Regions from separate parts of the Sus scrofa genome. Here region 1 is linked to region 2. Evidence: chromatin contacts called from public Hi-C data. All regions are on one chromosome and are shown on one strand. Each heading gives the region's core, a stretch centred on a gene start, on an enhancer-like site or on the middle of the called end of the contact. The rest is flanking DNA. Distances are from core to core; before and after follow the strand shown. Region 1 holds the start of MTMR11 (myotubularin related protein 11). Region 2 holds the start of OTUD7B (OTU domain-containing protein 7B).

Region 1 (2,700 bases), core at 174-2,673, 61 kb before region 2:
GACTGATGCTGAAGTGGTCTGGAGTCTCGTTCATATCCTACCTTGGCAGCTCTAGCCTCCCTGGAGAGCGTCCCCATGGACTATCCCTGATACTCTCAGAAGACAGCCCTTAAGCATAACTTATTATCACACTTCCTGTAATGTTTGTCGAAATCTTCTAGACTTCCTTACCCACTTCCTGCAAGTTGTCCTTTCTACTGCCCTAACCATCTCACCTGACTCCGCTGCCATCCACAGGGCTGGAAGGTGACCCTCAAGTTGCTGCAAATCAGGGTTCCTGGCAATTCAGGTTCCAGCCCCTTCCTCACCCCTGGGGCCCATGCTAGGATCTGCTCCCCTGCAGGGCAAGAATGGAAGCGAGGTTATGACTGTTCCCTGCGTTGTCCACACTTGCATACACCCACTCCTCTCAGACTGGAGAATCTAAAGAGGGAAGATTAAGATCCTCCCCTCACCCCATGAGAATGAAAGCTTAGGAGGAGAGAATTTACATTCATTTACTCTAGAGTCTAGATAGTGCCTCACACATAGTAGTCACTCCAATATTTACGGAATAAGTAAATGAGAAAAGGACTAACAGGGTCAAGAAAACAAGACGAGCCATCAAGGTTCAAGCTTGTAGCCGGCCCTGGACAGAGAGGAGAGCAAGCCTCAGGCAGAAGCACTTTGAGCCAGGAGAGGAATGCAGAGGTATCTTGGTGGTGAGATTTGAAACAAGGTTTGAGGAGGACGAAATATGGAGGAGTCTTTGGAGATCAGAAGTATTGGAAGGGCATTATTACCTGGGAGACATCCAGAGGCCAGGCAACTGCCAAGCTGACGACTTCTGGGCTCTGGCATTGCACGCCCCTGGACAGACTTTGGTCCCGAGAGCTGGGAAGAGTGTAGGGTTAATCCCCAGGCCTCTCCAATCCTGGGGTCTAGGGTTACTTCAGCAGCCACCTTTGGCGGCCTACACTCAGTCTCAGGGGAAACTGAGCTCAGGACTGGGGTTGGTAGATAGTAAAGGGAGGGGCTGGTTAATGGATAATGAGACAATGAACTTGAGACTGAAAAATACCAAGCTCCATCAACCGAGGTTGATATGAGACACACCCTCCTCCTCCTCAAGATCCTTTTCCTCCCTCTTTCTCCACATCACCCCTATTTACACCCTCTTGCCAATGCCCCCCTTCCCCAAGTCCAAGTTTCCACTCCTTACCCCCATCTCTGGCTCCTCCTTCTGGGGGGCGATGTTGAAACTCTGGCCCCGGCCCCCCCACCACATTTCTCTGGCTCCATCCGGGGATGGAGCACTCGAGGGGCGAGGATGCTCAAGCCCTTTGGGGAGAGGCTGAATCTGATAGTTGAGAGAAGGGAAGCTGAGAGGGGCAGGGGGAGGATTCAAGGGAAAGGAGCATCTGTGGTGCACGGAGCACGATTTGGGGTCTTTGAAAGGTGTGTCCAGTGCAGCCAGAGAAGGCTCCTCGGAAACTTCGGTGTCGACTCTAAAGAGGGCGGGAGAGATGCCCAGCCCCTTAAAGGGGAATACACACAATTTTGGAAGGGTGGAGAGGAAGTGGAGGAGCCTAAGAAAGGTGCGGAAAAAATGAGGAACTGAGAAAATACCCAGATTCCCTTCTTTACCCTAATCCCAGATCCTATTAGCTTCCTGTTAATGAGCTTGGAGACTGAGGGGAGCAGTAATTCCAGTATTAAACTGAAATCATGTGGGCCACTTCCTGGGACTCACAGTGATGGCTTCCCTGGGAAACTGGTTTTCTTATGCTTTCTTAAAAGGGGGGAGGGGGAGGGGTGGGAGGGAAATAAAAGTAGTTAAGTTCTCCTTACTGCCTCCCCTGACAGACCTAACAAAAGCTGTTGAGAAGAAATAAATGGAAATTGGCCTTCAGGAGATTGTTGCCTAGGGAGGCCCAAGAATTGGGGAGGAAAGTGAGTTAAAGTGTTTTTGTATATCCTCCAGAGAGCATGAAGCATACTTCATAAGGGTACAATGGAAAAGTAGGGAGAGAAATTGAAATATCTGCAGGATGCAGACATAAGTACAGGTATGTTTACTTGCAAGTTTTGGGGGTGGGGATGGGCGGCCCAAGGAAAAGATCTTACCACTTAACCCATCAAACACACACACACACAAACACACACACACACACACACACACACACCCTATTGGAAACTAGAGCCGCTTCAGGTACAAGAGCCCTCCCTTCAGCCCAGACACCAGATCTCCAAATTAAAGATTCATGTAAGGACTTTGAAAGCTGAGGGCTGGAAACTGTTCAGTGCAACAATCCCATCCCTGCAACTCAAGAAGCAAAGATGGGTGGGGAGGGCACTGGAAGGAAAGTAAAGGAACCGTAGCTGACAGTGACTGGGAGTAGGACTGCAAAAATCTACATCTAGATTTGAAAAAGGAAATAAAATACAAAGTAAGAGTTAATGAGCTGCTGTTTTATTGATTTAGAGACCATACAGAGGCAGCAATTCTTAGGTGGGGGCCCAAGATTTCCGAAGTTTCTGAACTCTCTCCTCCTCCCAGCACACACACCCTTCCGGCTTTAAAAGTTCCCTGTCTTGGCTGGAGCTGTGGAAATAGTGAATCTACTGTGTGAAAAGGAGTTGATCTGAAACAGAGAGGCCTACACCTGCTAGAAAGGTGACCCAGAAGCCTGATTCTAGAAGTCCTAAATGCTACCAAGC
Region 2 (2,700 bases), core at 91-2,590:
TATTTTCTAAAAAGTATTTTATGCATATATGTACTAAAACGAAAAGTCCTGCTAATTTTTGTTTTTGCATTCATGAAAACTCCCTGAAGAGCTCGGGAGAATCTCAACATAAAATTTCACCAGTTTCTTTTAACTTAATTTTTATATCTGTACTCTGCCCAGAGAAGCAACCGAAGTTCTAGAGACAGACTACCAAGGCATAGACGGAAAGAGGGGGTTAGAAAAAAAGAGAGAGGGAAAGAAAGAGGGAAAGAGAGAGACTCAGAGCGCTGTTCCTTGTGAGCCGACAAGCTAAAAATACGCCGGCCCAGTAAACAAATCCCATTCCATCCCGACCAGAGCCACACCGTTAACCTAGTAATTATGAGAAGAGGAGTGAGATCACGCAGCCCCCGGCTTACTCATCATCAGCTTCTAAAGTTTCCATCGGGCTCACAGCAACTTTTCTTTTTTCTAAAGTTCATAAGCCTACCGTAGAATCAGTCATTCTCCCTCCCTCCCTCTCACACTCACACACACACACACACACACACACACACACACTTCTTTTTCGCTCCCTTCCTCCATTACTGGACGCACCTCAGTTTGGCTATCCTTAAGGGAGAACAAGCTTGTTTTCATTCTACTTTTATATTGAGACTTTAAAATGAACTTTATCCTACTATGAGAGTAGTAGCCTGCACTCCTAACCACCTTAAAAGTCCACCATCCCTCTCCGAAAGTCTAGCTGATAAGGGAGGACCGTCCGAACTGCCCAGCAGTTGAGGAAGGGAGGCCAAGAATGGGGAAGGAGGGCTGGATCGCGGGACGCAGGTGAAAGGGAGGAGTAACGAGGGAAAGGTTGGGACGAAGCAAGGCACAGTAAGGGCGAGGAGGGGGTGCCGAGAGGAGAAGGCTCTGGGTGAAATATAATCAGAAAGGAGAAGAGGGACCGTGGCGATCAGAGGGTCAGAGTTTGGGAGTCTGAAGAGGCGGGAGGGGCGGGGGCAGACGGGGGAGGGTGACAGGGAGGGGGGCTCCGTTACCCTCGCGACTCCCGGGGCAAGGCCCTAGGCCGGGGCGGAGCGCGGGGCCCGGCTGCCTCTCCTCATTCCACGGCAGTGACCCCGGGGTCCGGCCGGCCCCTCCCCCGACGACGATGGAGTCGGAGGCGGCGGCGGAGAATGCGACCGCGGTTGTTGCTCCGCACAGGATCAGGAGCTGGAGCCAGACGGGACTGATCCGGACTGGCCTCCCCCAGTGGCTTTTTGCCTGCTCCACACTCGGTCGCCACTCTGACTCCGGCGGCTGGTTCAGGATCGTTGGTTTTCGGCCGTCCGGCCGGAAACAAACGCCGGTTTCCGGCCGGAGCGGGTTGGTGGTGACACCCAAGCGGCCCCGGGCCTCCTGCGCCCCGCCTCGCCCCGCCCGGCCCCGCCCCTTGGGAGCCCCGCCCTTAGCGCCGCTCCCTCGGCCTAGGCCAGTTTGGCGCTTGCCCGGAGCGTGACCCCGTGTTTTCCTGGCGCGTGTTCCCAAAGCCCCTGGTCTGCAGAGTTCTTGAACCAGAGCTGGAGAGGTACAGGGTATACCCTCGAGACTTTGAGGTGGAGTCGTTTGGACACAGCCCTTTGGGAAGCAGAGAGAGGAGGGGTAGTTCTAGGAAGGTGAGAGGGATGAGAATACTTTAGAAAGAGAAGACTGAAATTCTAGTTACTCTACGCAATCACTCTGGACTGACCAGAGGGAAATGAACAACGCTTCTTCCAGACCCGTCTCCACCCAGTTATGCACGCTTCATCCACTCATGAACTGAACATACCTTTCCCTATAAACACTCAATATTTATTTACTTGCCTAACGAGGATACCCTATTGACATTTCTGCCTTAGACTCTTAGCCCAATCAAAACAAGTTATGTAGTGCTTTTTTTGGTAATGCCTTTTAACAGCCTTGCAGCATAGTTCAATTCTCAAATACTAATTGAGTCCCTACTATGTGCAAGGCACTGTGCTCATTGATATTGGGAACACAAAAATGATTGACAAAATCCCAGGCATCAAGGATCTTAACACTTTAGTAAAATGCATCAAACTATTACATAAGGCGGAACTCTTATCAGTGCTGTGTGGGTTATAAAGACCTATGACTGTGAGAACATAACCTTTGCCTGACACACAGCAAACCTCCCATATTTGTTGAATGAATAAAGATTTGAAGAATGTGGACAGTTTCAAGTAAGAAGAGCCATTTCGTTAATACCTCTTTATGACAAACACAAAATGGGACCAGTCCCTGCTATAATCTGACCAAATAAATCCAAAATTTTAATTCATATTCCTAACATTGTGACAACTGGCTTGCATGTTCAAAATGTTTATTATCTAAATTGTGCTCCTTAGGCCTATTTAAAAGCAAATATTATAGTCAACTTTTCTGTCCCCTCATTAGATTCTGAAGTCCTCAGTTTCTAAAGGGAAGCCGTTTAGAATTACCCAGCTCAAGATAGAAAATTGACATCTGAAACAGGAAACTTCCTAGACAGCTATGTCTCTTGGGAATATCCTGAGTTTAGAGGTAAGGATTTAGGGCTGGGCCTAGGGTCATACCAAGGCCCAGCAGGAAAGAGTGCCTTGCATGAAGCATGCCCAGGAAGCATGCTCTGGGTTGGCAGGCAGAGCCATTTGGTCTGGGCTTCAAGTATATGGGAACTACAAATTTTAG

Evidence for each region. Hi-C and Micro-C count contacts between places; a contact is called where the count stands out from the background.
Region 1: a Hi-C map of skeletal muscle shows a contact between it and region 2, with 2.3 times the contacts expected there. The contact joins the promoter of MTMR11 here to the promoter of OTUD7B in region 2. A contact is called at or near these places in 2 of 5 promoter capture datasets (fetal liver and fetal skeletal muscle), 3 of 47 Hi-C or Micro-C datasets (embryonic fibroblasts and skeletal muscle) and 2 of 2 datasets of contacts at active chromatin or transcription factors (alveolar macrophages and skeletal muscle).

The regions. Positions count from the first base shown.
Region 1 is chr4:99,113,897-99,116,596 of Sscrofa11.1, reverse strand. MTMR11 (myotubularin related protein 11) reads right to left here and starts at 1,423. Exons shown (of 17, transcript NM_001243446.1): 1 at 1,202-1,423; 2 at 783-873; 3 at 216-337. The coding sequence starts at 1,267.
Region 2 is chr4:99,053,066-99,055,765 of Sscrofa11.1, reverse strand. It overlaps OTUD7B (OTU domain-containing protein 7B), which reads right to left and starts at 1,340. Exons shown (of 12, transcript XM_001925669.7): 1 at 1,026-1,340.